Linked DNA regions of Mus musculus: regions 1, 2 and 3 are each linked to region 4. Evidence: chromatin contacts called from public HiChIP or PLAC-seq data. All regions are on one chromosome and are shown on one strand. Each heading gives the region's core, a stretch centred on a gene start, on an enhancer-like site or on the middle of the called end of the contact. The rest is flanking DNA. Distances are from core to core; before and after follow the strand shown.

What was found. HiChIP or PLAC-seq counts read pairs in DNA pulled down with a chosen protein or histone mark.
Region 1: a contact with region 4 is called in a FOXA1 HiChIP or PLAC-seq map of pancreatic cancer cells. The contact joins the promoter of Gcat here to the promoter of Apobec3 in region 4. A contact is called at or near these places in 3 of 115 datasets of contacts at active chromatin or transcription factors (bone marrow-derived macrophages, large pre-B cells and pancreatic cancer cells).
Region 2: a contact with region 4 is called in an H3K27ac HiChIP or PLAC-seq map of bone marrow-derived dendritic cells, with 4 times the contacts expected there. The contact joins the promoter of Sh3bp1 here to the promoter of Apobec3 in region 4. A contact is called at or near these places in 1 of 39 promoter capture datasets (liver) and 2 of 115 datasets of contacts at active chromatin or transcription factors (bone marrow-derived dendritic cells and pancreatic cancer cells).
Region 3: an H3K4me3 HiChIP or PLAC-seq map of bone marrow-derived macrophages shows a contact between it and region 4, with 3 times the contacts expected there. The contact joins the promoter of 1700088E04Rik here to the promoter of Apobec3 in region 4. A contact is called at or near these places in 1 of 39 promoter capture datasets (liver) and 2 of 115 datasets of contacts at active chromatin or transcription factors (bone marrow-derived macrophages and memory CD8 T cells).

The regions. Positions count from the first base shown.
Region 1 is chr15:79,029,145-79,032,218 of GRCm38.p6, forward strand. Gcat (glycine C-acetyltransferase (2-amino-3-ketobutyrate-coenzyme A ligase)) reads left to right here and starts at 1,730. Exons shown (of 9, transcript NM_013847.4): 1 at 1,730-1,976. The coding sequence starts at 1,790. It overlaps H1f0 (H1.0 linker histone), which reads left to right. Exons shown (of 1, transcript NM_008197.3): 1 at 1-1,360. The coding sequence ends at 162.
Region 2 is chr15:78,898,383-78,901,497 of GRCm38.p6, forward strand. It overlaps Sh3bp1 (SH3-domain binding protein 1), which reads left to right and starts at 1,386. Exons shown (of 18, transcript NM_001316684.1): 1 at 1,386-1,579; 2 at 2,764-2,806; 3 at 3,017-3,115. The coding sequence starts at 1,521.
Region 3 is chr15:79,139,500-79,143,090 of GRCm38.p6, forward strand. 1700088E04Rik (RIKEN cDNA 1700088E04 gene) reads right to left here and starts at 1,752. Exons shown (of 7, transcript NM_138581.2): 1 at 1,656-1,752; 2 at 1,382-1,493. The coding sequence starts at 1,484. Polr2f (polymerase (RNA) II (DNA directed) polypeptide F) reads left to right here and starts at 1,826. Exons shown (of 5, transcript NM_027231.2): 1 at 1,826-1,935. The coding sequence starts at 1,916.
Region 4 is chr15:79,890,637-79,893,810 of GRCm38.p6, forward strand. It overlaps Apobec3 (apolipoprotein B mRNA editing enzyme, catalytic polypeptide 3), which reads left to right and starts at 1,772. Exons shown (of 8, transcript NM_030255.3): 1 at 1,772-1,933. The coding sequence starts at 1,881. D730005E14Rik (RIKEN cDNA D730005E14 gene) reads right to left here and starts at 2,502. Exons shown (of 1, transcript NR_030675.1): 1 at 1-2,502.

The DNA.
Region 1 (3,074 bases), core at 480-2,979, 860 kb before region 4:
CCTGTCAAGAAGGCCAAGAAGAAGCCGGCTGCCACGCCCAAGAAAGCCAAAAAGCCCAAGGTTGTCAAAGTCAAACCAGTCAAGGCCTCCAAACCCAAGAAGGCCAAAACCGTGAAGCCCAAAGCCAAGTCGAGTGCCAAGAGGGCCAGCAAGAAGAAGTGAAGACTTTGCTTGGGGACACTCCTTCCTCCCTCCTGTTTTCTGTAAATACATTTCCTCACTTGATTCCATCTGCAACCCTTTGCCCATTCTATTCTGACTTTATTAAAGAGGACAGAGTTTGGATCCCTCATACAGACATTGTGGAATGACTCCTTTTTCCTTAACCTATTGTGCAAGGACAGCAAACAGACCTCATCTTTGTAATGATGGAGACGTACTTTTTTCTTGATTTGATATTAACCTTCTTACGGGGTTAGGGATGGGAGGGGGGAGGATGTGTGTTTCAGTCGGTGGTTTGTTTACTATGAAGGAACTGGCAAAGTTCTGGCTAGGTGAGGGGACCCAGGAACTAAGGTTTGTCTTCCAAGACTTTCTTAGACTGCTTGTCCCTCGTGAGCTTTTCAAAACCTTTGATGGGGAGCAGGTGACACCCCACCTAGCTGGCCAAGGAGGGAGGGAAAATTCCCTGGGGCTGCCCTACCAACGGTGGTAAGTTGGAGACCTGGTTGCTTTTTCTCTTCTGCCCTAGTGCCTCCCCATTGTCTAAAGGGGCAAAGGGGTCCAAGTGACAGCTGGTTAGAGAAGCCATAGCTTCTCACAACCAGGATCTAGCCATTGGGAAGGAGGGGTCTTTTTCAGTAGTCTCTGGTTAAATGCGAGTGGACTTAGGGGGAGGGGTGGGTAATCAGCCAAGTGCCTCAGTGTGCCTATGGAAACTTGGGTTTTTTCCACACGATTGATGGATTGCGTCCTAGCAGGACTTTGTACGTTTCCTTTCTTCCCTTTCCTGTGTAAGATGTGGCTTTGCTTGGTGCCGCTTCAGGTCTACCAGCTGCCACTTAAAACCCTCCAACCTCTTTTACTCTTTGAGTTTTTTTTCTAAGTAGCGGAGGAGGGGGAGAGGCAGGGAGTGGACTGTAAGACATACTCCAGTTGATTCGAATTTGCTAGGTAGCTTTAGAGAGGCAGGATTGTGTGCATGTGTGTATATGTATATATCCATATCTAAGACTAGGACTTAGTCTCACTTCGGGAGCTGGGAGAAAAAAATCTGTACAGTTGTCTTTCTCTTATTTTAATAAAATTAGAAACTCGCGCACCCTACCCCACCCCTTTTTAAACAAGTGTAACTAGTGCCCGGGAGAAATTACTGTGGTTGTAATTTTAAAACTTTAAAATAAAACTGGAAAGGAAAAAATCTGAGTGGTGCGTTTTTCTTTAACTGGAGGAGAGAGGAGCGATCTGACGGGCAATGTGGGGACGCCACGTTCGCGCCAGAGAATAGCAAAGCTTTGGAGTGACAGGGACGCTCCAACAGGAGGGTCAGCTGGGCACGTAGGTGGGTCTTCGGGAGAGGTAGGTGTGTAGGCAAGGTCTCGGGAGGAGAGGCGTTGAAGTCGCTTTCTCCGCCTACTCAGCTTCCCCATCGCGGACCTCCCGGGTGTCGACTTACAAATCAATCCTTTCTTGGCGGGCCGACGCTGTCAGGCTCCGCCCGCGGGTGGAGTCTCCCATCCTTTTAAAGTGAGCTCCTGTTGTTCTGATTTGCTGCCGGGGCCCTGCCCACGTCACGTGACGGGGAGCACTAGACTTCAGGCTGGCCAGCGCACTTTAGCCTGTGGGCGCGATGTGGGCCAGCTTCATGTGGCACGGGGCGCTGTCCCCTGGCCGCCGCGCACATTCAGCGCTGGCTCAGTTGCGCTGCATCCTGGACAGCGAACTGGAAGGGATCCGCGGAGCCGGCACCTGGAAGAGTGAGCGTGTGATCACGTCCCGCCAGGGACCGAGCATCCGCGTGGACGGCATCTCGGGAGGTAACTTCCCCTCCTGAGAGTCCTCGTACCTGGTCAGGAGGCCAAGAGCCCTTCCAAGGCTTGCATGTGAATGGAGGCCCTAGGGTGGGTGTGGGAGAGGCACGTGCACTCTTAGCTGCTGGTCTGTCTGGGGCACACTATGGCCTCCTTGTGTTAACTCCACCTGTTTAAACCTGTTTCAAAGGAGGGAGGTGATTTTAATCCGTCAGCACCTTTTGGGTGAGAGAGCTAGGCTGCACTGAGACCCCACCCTATGAGAAAAAGAGAGCGATATCCAGCTGCCTCAGCTCCCTACACCTAGTTTCCAGGAGGAGTGACTGGAACAAAACTTTCCTTGAGCAGATGTGTGTGAAGGGCTCCAGTTGCTGCACCTTTACTCATGATGGCATCTGTATGCAAGAGGGACCATTCCCCCCCCCCCCCTTGGTTTTTTGAGACAGGGTTTCTCTGTGTAGTCCTGGCTGTCCTGGAACCTGCTCTGTAGACCAGGCTAGCCTCAGCCTCCAAATTGATCTCAGCATCCAAATTGCTGAGATCAAAGACATACAGCACCAAGCCTGGTTTGAGAGACCAATTTTTAGGGAAAGGAAATATGCTGTTATCCCAGCATTCAGGTCTATACAGAGAAACCCTGTCTCAAAAAACATAAATAAATAAGAAAGGAAGAAGGTGAAATACAAGTAGATTTCCCCAGACCCTTCACTGGTCAGCTCCAGTGTCCCAGGATATTGGAGTGGAAGACCAGCTTCCTCCCAAGAGGCTAAAGTCTTTTTTTTTTTAAGATTTATTTATTATTATATGTAAATACACTGTAGCTGTCTTCAGACACTCCAGAAGAGGGAGTCAGATTTTGTTACAGATGGTTGTGAGCCACCATGTGGTTGCTGGGATTTGAACTCTGGACCTTCGGAAGAGCAGTCGGGTGCTCTTACCCACTGAGCCATCTCACCAGCCATGAGGCTAAAGTCTTAAGCAAGTAAGGGGACTAAGGCTGCAGAAGTTCTCATGCCTGTACCTGTCTTTCCCTAAAGAGAACCATAAAATGAACCTCTTGTCTTCTAACAATACCTTCAGCCGGACCAAACAGCTCTCCCGGAG
Region 2 (3,115 bases), core at 136-2,635, 990 kb before region 4:
CCCCTCTTTAGAATCTTTTGCCATCTCTTCTCCAAACACTGGGCAGCAGCCTTCCTTCCCATCGGAAAAAGAAAGACAAGGAAGCTGCTCTGCCTTCTCAACTCCCCATCAGAGAGCCAGGATTCCACTGATGAGAGGCTGTGGCTGTTCCTGGCCAGTATGTTCTGGCTGCAGCAGCTGCTGGGACCCCTCTGGGCTCCTCCCACACTCGATAGGACTTCTTAAATGGGGAAAGCGGCTGAGTGAACACCATGTGCCAGACCTGTGCTGGGTACACAGAGATGTCTGGAGCAAAGGGAAGTCTTTGAGGAGCACACCAACTCTCTACCCCCACACAGTAGGTGCTCAAGTGGTATGGCTCTGAACTGAAACTAAGAGAGCAAAGCTTGGTGTGGTGCACAGGGCTTCCTGTAGTCACCCTTCCCCCTCCCAAGCCTGAAGGGTGCATACTGAAGTCAGCTTGCAGTTGCCCACCGGCTCTCTTGCTCTGTAGCTATGAACACCTATTGTATGCTCAGGCTGGTGTTCAGCGGAACATTTCAAAGAGAAAATCGGGTTTGGGGGTTCAGAGCAGCACCCATACATATCAAGGCCTGACAAGAAGGAAGGGCAGGCGCCTGGGACATTTGCTAAAAGAAATGAGAAAGAGTTTTACAAATAGGGGAAGCGGTCAAAGCTTGGGACTCTTTAAAGTGTAGAGTGACAGGACCTCAAGGGCTGACGAGCAGACCAAGCAGACCAGGGTATCTTGTTTACCCTGTGGCATAGACTGGACAAGGACAGTTGTCCTACCAAGCTACTATACACAATGAATGCAGAATTTTGGGGACTGATCCAAGGACATTAGTATCTGGTAGTCCCAGGTACCCCAAGTTCTGAGCCAGTGGTCCAGCAGGCAAGGGGGATGGTCAGGGAATAGTATGGTGGAGAAGAAGTCCCCAGGCAGCATCCCCTAGTGACTGGCCTGCACAGGTCCTGAAGGCCTGTCCCTTCTAGGCAGCCTTCCTTTCCCTCTAAGAGAGCAAAGGTTGTTTATACCCAGGGCGGTGATGGCAGGAGCAGCTTACCTGCTTCCCGCCACCCGCCGCGGTGACAGGACAGGCTGCGGGAAGGAAGAGCCCGCACTCAACTGCGGACCTCAGAGAGACAGACCGACGGACACTCGGCAGGCGGGTCGGACAACCCGGGGGTCGTTGAGGCCCGGAAGCAGAGAGAGAGAGAGAGAGAGAGAGAGAGAGAGAGAGAGAGAGAGAGAGAGAGAGAGAGAGAGACTCCAAACTTGAGAGAGAGAGAGACTCCAAACTTGGAGAAAGGAGTGACCTGGGGGCCGGGGGCGGAGTCGTGAGCGGGGGAGGAGAGCGCCCGCGCCAGCGCCAGCACCAGCCAGAGGAGCGCGCCGGCCCAGGAAGCCAGAGCGCCGCCCACCCATCCGGGGCGAAGCGCGCGGGGAAGCAGGCTGGGCCGGGGGCTGCCAGCCTCAACCCCCAAGGTGACTCCTCGGCCCCCTGCCCGGACCCAAGATGATGAAGAGGCAGTTGCACCGCATGCGGCAGCTGGCCCACACGGGCAGCTCGGGACGGTGAGTGTCACCCGCTTCTAGCCGTGCTATCGTTTCGCAGGACCTGAGCGAGCGCAGGAGAGTGGGGAACTGGTCACAGAGGTCGAAGATATCTAGGCAGCGGCCCTCTGGCATGCCAGAGCCCTGACCTCGTTTCCTGGGGTCTGAAGTCACTGTGGTCGCACAAGCATAGCTGGCTTTTGCGGGCGGTGGAGGGGGAGCGGGGGAAGGCACCTCCATTCCCGGTTGGAGAGGCTGCTGCAGAGAGCAGAATGCGTCCTGAGCCAAGACGCTGCCTGGAACCTCATTTGTCCCCTCCGGACAATGGGAACAGTTAGCCACCTCTAACTGGAGGGAAGGGGAGGAACGGAGCCGATCGGGGGCCCCAGACCCTGGGGGAAGGGACTGGCAGTGTTCTGGCCTGGGGAGGAGGGGCCTGCTCTGCTCTGGGTGTCCGTCCCCTCCCCCAACCCAGGGGCCTCCTGCCATTTGGTCCTGCTTCTGCTTTTCGTAGGCTCAGGTAGAGACACCCCTTGGTCTCCTCGGTTCCCAGCCCCAAAACTATGGGAGCGGAAGTTTGGGGAGTTTCTCGGAGCCTTTCTTTCTGTCCCTCTTCCCCAGCCTGGGAGTTCCCCATTCTTTGGGCCCAGAGAGGTGACCGTGTATCCAGAAACTTGATCCAGACCTTGCAGTGACACAAACACTTATATGTACCTACGAAGCCAAGCCACTCTGCCCTGAACCCATGTCCCTATGTATCCTTGGGCAGAGTCCCCAGACCTGCCCACAGCTGCAGTCCAATGTCGTATGCCTGTGGGCCTGGCCACCCCGGAGACCAGCTTCCACACTTCCCGTTCTGGGGGCCAGCTTAGGCCTCCTCTTTCCGGGCCAGGCAAACTATTTAGGGGGATGGGGAGATGAGAAACTTTTCCTCTGTCCCGAAGTTGGGCCCTGGGTAGCTCCCTCCTGCTTTTTTCGGTGTCATGGGTCCACCCTCTCCCAGGACACAGCCCTGGGTGGAGGAGGAAGCAGGCATGCATCCTCTTAACTACCATGGAATGTGCTCCAGCTACGATGTGGACGGGCCACCCAGGCTTGGTGGGTCCTGGAAGCATCTTGGGTTCAGGTTCCATGTGCAGGGGTTAGAGGGAGGCAGTGGGTTCCCTAACCCAGACTGACTCATCCAAAGCCCCCTTCCCCCACAGCACCCCGGAGACTGCCGAGTTTTTGGGTGAGGACCTGCTGCAGGTACGTGCCTGGGCCTGGGCGGGCTGGGCTGGGAGGCAGGCCCATGCAGGCTGTCAGTATAGAGGCTGGCAGGCGGGGACAGCAGTCAAGGGCCTGGTTGTGTCATTCCCTGCTGGCCAGGGAAGGCCCAGGAGGGAAGAGAAAAGTGATTCTTGTTCTAGGGGAGACACAGTATACAGTCCTCACACGCCCCGCCCCTGTACCTCCCAGGTAGAGCAACGGCTGGAGCCAGCTAAACGAGCAGCCCACAATGTTCACAAACGGCTGCAGGCCTGTCTGCAGGGCCAAAGCGGGGCTGACATGGACAAG
Region 3 (3,591 bases), core at 502-3,001, 750 kb before region 4:
TTTCTCTTTTTATTTATTTGTTTATTTATAGAAACGGTCTCACTTTGTAGCCTGGCTGTCCTGAAATTTGGTATGTACATTGGGCAAGCCTCTAACTCACAAAGACTCACCCACCTCTTTCTTCAGAGTGCTAGAATCAAAGACATGAGCCACTATATGCAGCTTTTCTCCCTTTAAGATTGTATGTGGGCTGGAGAGATGACTCACATATCAAGAGCATATATGATGCTCTTCCAGAGGTCCTGAGTTCAATTCCCAACAACCACGTGGAAGCTCACAACCATCTGTAATGGGATCTGGTGCCCTCTTCTGGCCTGCAGGCATACATGCAGGCCGAACACTATCCATAATAAATAAACAAACAAATCTTAAAAAATAAAAGGTCGTGTGTGTGTGTGTGTGTGTGTGTGTGTGTGCGCGCGCGCGTGCGTGAGTGTGTAGCTATGCGTGTATGGCTGCCTGTGGAGGGCAGGGAAAGGCACTGACTCATAGGAAGCTAGAGTTACACATTGCTTTGACCCACCTGATATGGTTGTGGGGGATTGAACTTGGGTCCTTGAGAATAGCCAGTGCTCTTAATCTCTGAGCCATCTTTCCAGTCCTTATTTTATTTCAAGGATAGGTTCTTACTATATTATCTAGGCTAGCTTTTCTTGGGCTCAGGCAATCCTCCCATTACATATGCCTAAGACACACACACTTTTTTGGTGACTGGCTAACATGGGTGCTGGGGAATGAGCTTTCAAAGGGCAGTACATGTTCCTAACCACTGAGCCAGCTCTCCAACTGTAACACACACAGACTTTTTTGTGTATGGTGTGCTGGGGCTGAAACCCAGACTCCACATCTGCCTAGAATATACTCTGTCACTGAGCAACACCTTCAGCTCTATAATTTTCTCCTGTTCATTTTTCTTGTTACCCTCCTGTGTTATCAGTTTTCTGAGAGCAAGAGTTGTCCTTTGCAATCCTCTCAACACTCTATTCCTAGTACCTAGGACAATATCCAAATCACACATTAGGTTTTTGTCGTTGAATAATTAAGTGCATACATGCTCATTCATGTAGCAGAGGCTGGAGCTACAGTTGTGAGCAGAAACAGGCACGTTTCTTTGCCTGGTGGTGTTCACCATTTAGAAGGTGACACTAAACACCTCTAAGACTGTATAATGTCTAAGCCTGGTGAAGGGAATTGAATTTGGTACTGTGAAGGTCCCACTGCAGTGAGGAGATAGGCTTCATTGAAAGTGCATGTAAAAGATGAACTAACCATTCCAAAATTCTCCATCTCTGGTCTTTGATTCTTCCCCGAACCTTTCAGAATCCCAAGCTCTTAAGGAAAAACCGCACCGCTCGGGTCGTTGATCCCCTAATGCACTGACCTCTGAGCAGCTCACAAGTCCCCGGCGTGTAACCTGCTTGCTTACGGCAGCGGCGGAACCCGGTTCCTTTGGTCACCGAGTCCACCCTTTCCTGGGAAGCCATGGGAGGGCCCTAGGAGGGAGAGAAGCAATGACTCGCCCTAGTTACGCTTCGCAATCCGGACCTCTCATCACGAGCAACCTGGGAGTCTGAGAAGCTGGTGCCCGACCCCTCGGCTCCGGACAGCGCAGTGACCACAGTCCCTATCGTGACGGTCCGGGGAGGAGCGCTCACCTTAGGCGATGACCTGGGCGTGACAGAGCCCTCCGCACGGAGAAACTCCAAGGAGCTAGAGTGTCAGCGTCCTCACTAATCGCTCCTTGTTACCATGGTAACTAGCGACACGCCTCCACGCACGCGCATTAGCGTCTGGTCGGCCGCTGCTTCCCGGAAGTAACTGCGCCTGGGTCACGGCGCAAGCGCAAACTACGCGTGGTGCGGCGAGGGGCAAAGGCGCGCGTTCTCTGCTCTGCGCCCCGGGCGGAGAAGGCATCATGTCAGACAACGAGGACAAGTGAGCACGGGCCACGGAAGGAGGGAGGTCGTGGTGCGAGCAGGGCTCTTGGAGCACAGGCTAGCCCAGCTGCTGGGTTGGTGGGGCGAAGTCTTCAGAACTTCCTACCTCGCGGAGCAATGGGGACAGTGGTCAGAGAGTTCAGTCCGTGTGGCCCCTGTCCTCTGAGCGCTCTCTTTCTGGAAGGGAATGCCAGAGGTGTGTAGCTTGTGTAGTCGTGGAAGTAGGAAGGAAAAAGCAACCCAGAGAATGGCCTGGAAGGCTGGGAGCAGACGCGGGCTTGGGCTAGGTGTGATAGTAGCAGAGGTGGCAGAAGTGGGGATAGACTCTAGAGAGCATGAAGTTTAGTGTTGTTTGAGGCAAGGCCTCACTCTGAAACCCAGGCTGCCCGGGAATTCACTATATAGCTAAGGCTGGCTTTGAATTCGACACAGTCCTCTGCTTCAGCTTCCCAAGTGTTGATATATCTGGCATGAACCACCAGACCCAGCTGGATTATGGACATTTTTTTTTTTTTTTTCCGAGACAGGGTTTCTCTGTATAGCCCAGGCTGTCCTGGAACTCACTTTTGTAGATCAGGCTGAACTCAGGAATTCACCCACCTCTGCCTCCCCAAGTGCTGGGATTAAAGGCGTGCGCCACCACCACCCGGCTGGACATATTTTTATTTTATTTATTTGGAGACCAAATATAACCTTATATCAGGTGGTTCGAACATAGAGATTCATCTACCTCTGCTTTCCAGGTGATTTTTGTTCTTTTTTTTTTTTTTTTTTCCTGAGACAGAGTCTTTCAACATAGTCCTAGCTGTGTCTGGAAGTCACTGTGTAGATTTGGCTGTCCTCAAACTTACAGAGATCTGCCTGCTTTCACCTCCTGAGCACTGGATTACAGGCGTGCGCCACCATGCCTGGATCCTGATATATTTTAAAGATAGAACCTAAAGGATTTCTTGATACGCTGTATATGTTAATCAAGAGAGAAGATGAACTATGGTAGTCCTGATAGATCAGTCAGAATTCAGAGTCTGGGCGTGGTGGTTCACACCTGTAATCCTAGCACTTGGGAGGCTACTGCAGGGGAATTGTCCTGAACTAGATGTCAACATAGTGAGTCTCAGGCCAGCCTGAGTTACATACTGTGCAGTAAGATTGACTTCAAAACAAGCATACAAAATACAGTCAAAAATGCAATGAAAGCAGAGATGACGGCGTTGACCAGGGCAGTGATTGCCACCAGAGAAGAGATGGTGAGTGAGTGACTTGGGGGGAAGAGAACCCAGAAAAGCATCCCCTCCCCCAGAGTGGGAGGCAGGAGGGAGGAGCCAGGTATGCTGGCTGTCCAGGGGAAGGGTTCAGCATTGTAAAGATCCTTAGTGAAGCTGGGGGTGGTGCAAGCCTTTGATTCCAGCACTCAGGGCAGAGACTTGGGGGGGGGGGGGGGAATCTCTCAGTTCCAGGCCAGCCTTGTCTGCAGAGTGAGTTCCAGGCCAGCCTTGTCTGCAGAGTGAGTTCCAGGACAGCCAGGCAGCACAAAGAGACACTTTTCTTTTTTTTTTTTTTTTTTTTTTTAAAGATTTATTTATTTATTACATGTAAGTACACTGTAGCTGTCTTCAGACACACCAGAAGAGGGCGTCAGATTTCGTTACAGATG
Region 4 (3,174 bases), core at 522-3,021:
AGCAGAGCAAAACAACCGAACCACCTCACTATATCACTATAAATCCATTGGTGATTAAGATGAAATGAGCGACATCACTAGATGCCAGGCAGGGGGCATCTGGCATGGAGAATACAAAATGGCATCGCGACTGTAGGGGTATTTAGTAATTTCTCACTAAACCAAACACACAGGAGATAGGGAAATGGATCCGTCAAAAAACTTCCAATTTCTCTAGGACACACACTATGACCCTTGTACAAGGCAGTCGTTTCCAGGTTCACTGATCGATTAAAATTCCATCCAAGGCACTTCAGGAGACATCCCATCTCTCTTGTCAGAGGATAGAGGACAGGCTGGAGAGATGATTCAGTGGTGAGGTAAGAGCACCCAGGGTCAGTTCCCAGCACCCACACTGCTGCTCACAACCATCTGGAACTCCAGTACCCAGGGACCTGGTGCCCTCTTTTGAATGGTATATACACATAGGTGCAAACAAACACTCATACAAATACATGTAATAAAGAAATAAATACAGTGACTGGCGCTATTTCTTTCATTCATTTCTTATAACAGTTTGGGCACTTGCTAAGTTTCTTACATAAACCACATTTTATCTTGCCAGCATCCCAATAAGGTAGCTTTTTTAAAATGCCCATTTATAGATGAAGAATATTAGACTCAGGATGTTAAATAAATCATCAAAGGCCACATTAAGAAAGAGACAGAATATCTTGGCTGCAGGGCTGGTATTATTAGCACTATGTCCTCCTTTGGATCTGAGTTTGGTGCATTTTCTGGATCTACTTTTGTTATATTTTCTTTTTATATGTGTCTACTTCCGACTGAAGTATTATTTCCCATTAGTGCTGTTATATTGTGTCCATTTGTTTTCCAAGACAGTAGAAAACTACACACACTCCCTCCCCCACCAAGTTCAACAAGTTTGGCTTTGTAAAGAAATAAGGATAGCCTTCCACCAGATGGGGGCGCTGTGACACGCTCGCCCTACAGGAACTGGCTACTGTGCCCAGAGCCTCTGTGGAGAGCACCGTGTATACCTGCACACGTGTATCCCAAACCACTGGAAGATTACTTGACTCCGTGTGCATTCACTCCTCCAAAGAACGCTAGCTGAACCTCAATAACCAGAAGCGTGCACTTGCTACATTTGACTGGTCCACGCTACTGCCCTCGAGAGACACAGGTCTGTGAGAACAGTAAACTCATTTCGGTCTCCCTCATCTGCAGGGAAACAAGCTTGGATGACGGGCTCTGATACCAGCTCGGCCACCTGCTGCTGGCTGATTCGGAGCCATCAATGATCCATTTTTGTGCTCCCCGTTGATCTCAGTCTAGCTCCACACCTGGGGCAGTTGGGAAATTAGAGGTGAAGGGTGCCAAAATCCAAGCCACAATTAGAAATGCGAAGCCAGGCTGTCCCCTCCCCTCCTAAGCCGAAGGGAGAAAATGTAAGGGTCCCCACTCCTTAACACCTACAGAGTCAAACCCTTGGTTCAACTGGCAGCTTTGGCTGCAAGCTCGGCACAGGATGGTCTAGGCAGGTTGGATGGAGACGCCTGGGGCCACCCTTGGGGCGTCTGTCCTACCCTCACCGCGGTCGGCATCAGCTTCTCTCTACCATCAGTTAGTTTCCCTTTCTCTTTGCGATCCCCGCGGGCCGCTGTACAGAGGAGCAGGTCTCTGCCAAGCCAAGGGACAAAGAGGTGGGCAGGAGCCTTCTGGGCTTGATCGCCTAGAGCCCTCCCATTCCGGGAGCTGATGCAGGAAGAAGGTGGGGCCTGCATTCACTTGGCCCGGGAGGTCAGTTTCACTTCTGGGGGTCTTCCATAGCCTGCTCACAGAAAATGCAACCCCAGCGCCTGGGGCCCAGAGCTGGGATGGGACCATTCTGTCTGGGATGCAGCCATCGCAAATGCTATTCACCGATCAGGTACCGCTGGCCCCGCTCCTCCAAAATTTTCACTGCAGTCTCTTCCTGGTGGCCCCCATTTTGCTGTATACCGAGCCTCTCCTCTAGGTCCCCAGCTCCCGATTCCTCTCTCACATTCTCCAGGATACTCCGTAGCTCCCACTCCCCTCGAGGGTCCTTGTTCTGAGCCGCTTCGGTTACCTTATAGCTGCTTCTAAACTGGCCACCCTGTACCCCTCTCCACGTCACCCATATTTCTTCCTGTTGAGACTTCTCAGTCTGGGGTTACTCGCCTTTGGGTCTTCATGCTGATCCAGGGCTAGGCTGGTCTGGGCTTCAAATTTTAAAGAGAAATCCATGGAAGCAGACTTTGGACGACCATGTATGGAGAACTTTCGATAGATGTCCTAGAATATCCGTGCTGTTTTAACCCAACCTCAGGGGATACTGGGAGAAGAGGGGACCACTCTCTAAGGCAATGTGAACCACCTTTCCAGAAGTAGCCACTCTGAGCTGGGAAAGGGAAAGGGTAAAGAGAAATTCCCCTAACACACCCATTGCCTGGATGCTTGTGGAGACTTCTCGGAACCACACCAGTCAGCTAAGAGAAAAAGAGAAATAATAGGGGGCGGGGTTGGCACTGGAGAGAGATGGCTCAGCAGTTAAGAACCTTTGTCACCTTCCACAGAGGACCAACTGCTACCAGCAAACACATGGTATGGCTCACAACCACCTATAACTACAGCTTCTGGGAATCCAAGGCCTTCTCCTGACCCCCAGACATGCACATATTAATTCAGAACACATACACATATGTATACATGCCCAATGGCAAGAGATGTGAGTGGCCGGGTGTGGTGGCGCACGCCTTTAATCCCAGCACTCGGGAGGCAGAGGCAGTCGGATTTCTGAGTTCAAGGCCAGCCTACAAAGTGAGTTCCAGGACAGCCAGGACTACACAGAGAAACCCTGTCTCGAAAAAAACAAAAGAAAAAAAAAAAGAAAGAGAGAGATGTGAGTGTATTTTAAACCTACATATAAGAAGAAAGTTATACTGCCTACTCCCTTGGGTGACATTCTGATTTTTGTCCCTTCTCCTGGTGCCTGTGATGTCGGTGGAGGCCACTGTCCCGTGGGCAGCCCAGCTGCAAGTGGTGCGTGCATGCGTGGGTGTGGTGGAAATGCAGGCTTTAACTTCAAAGCTAATACTTTTACCCGCTGAACCATCTCCCTGGCCCGTCTTTCGAACCAATTCACCTCAC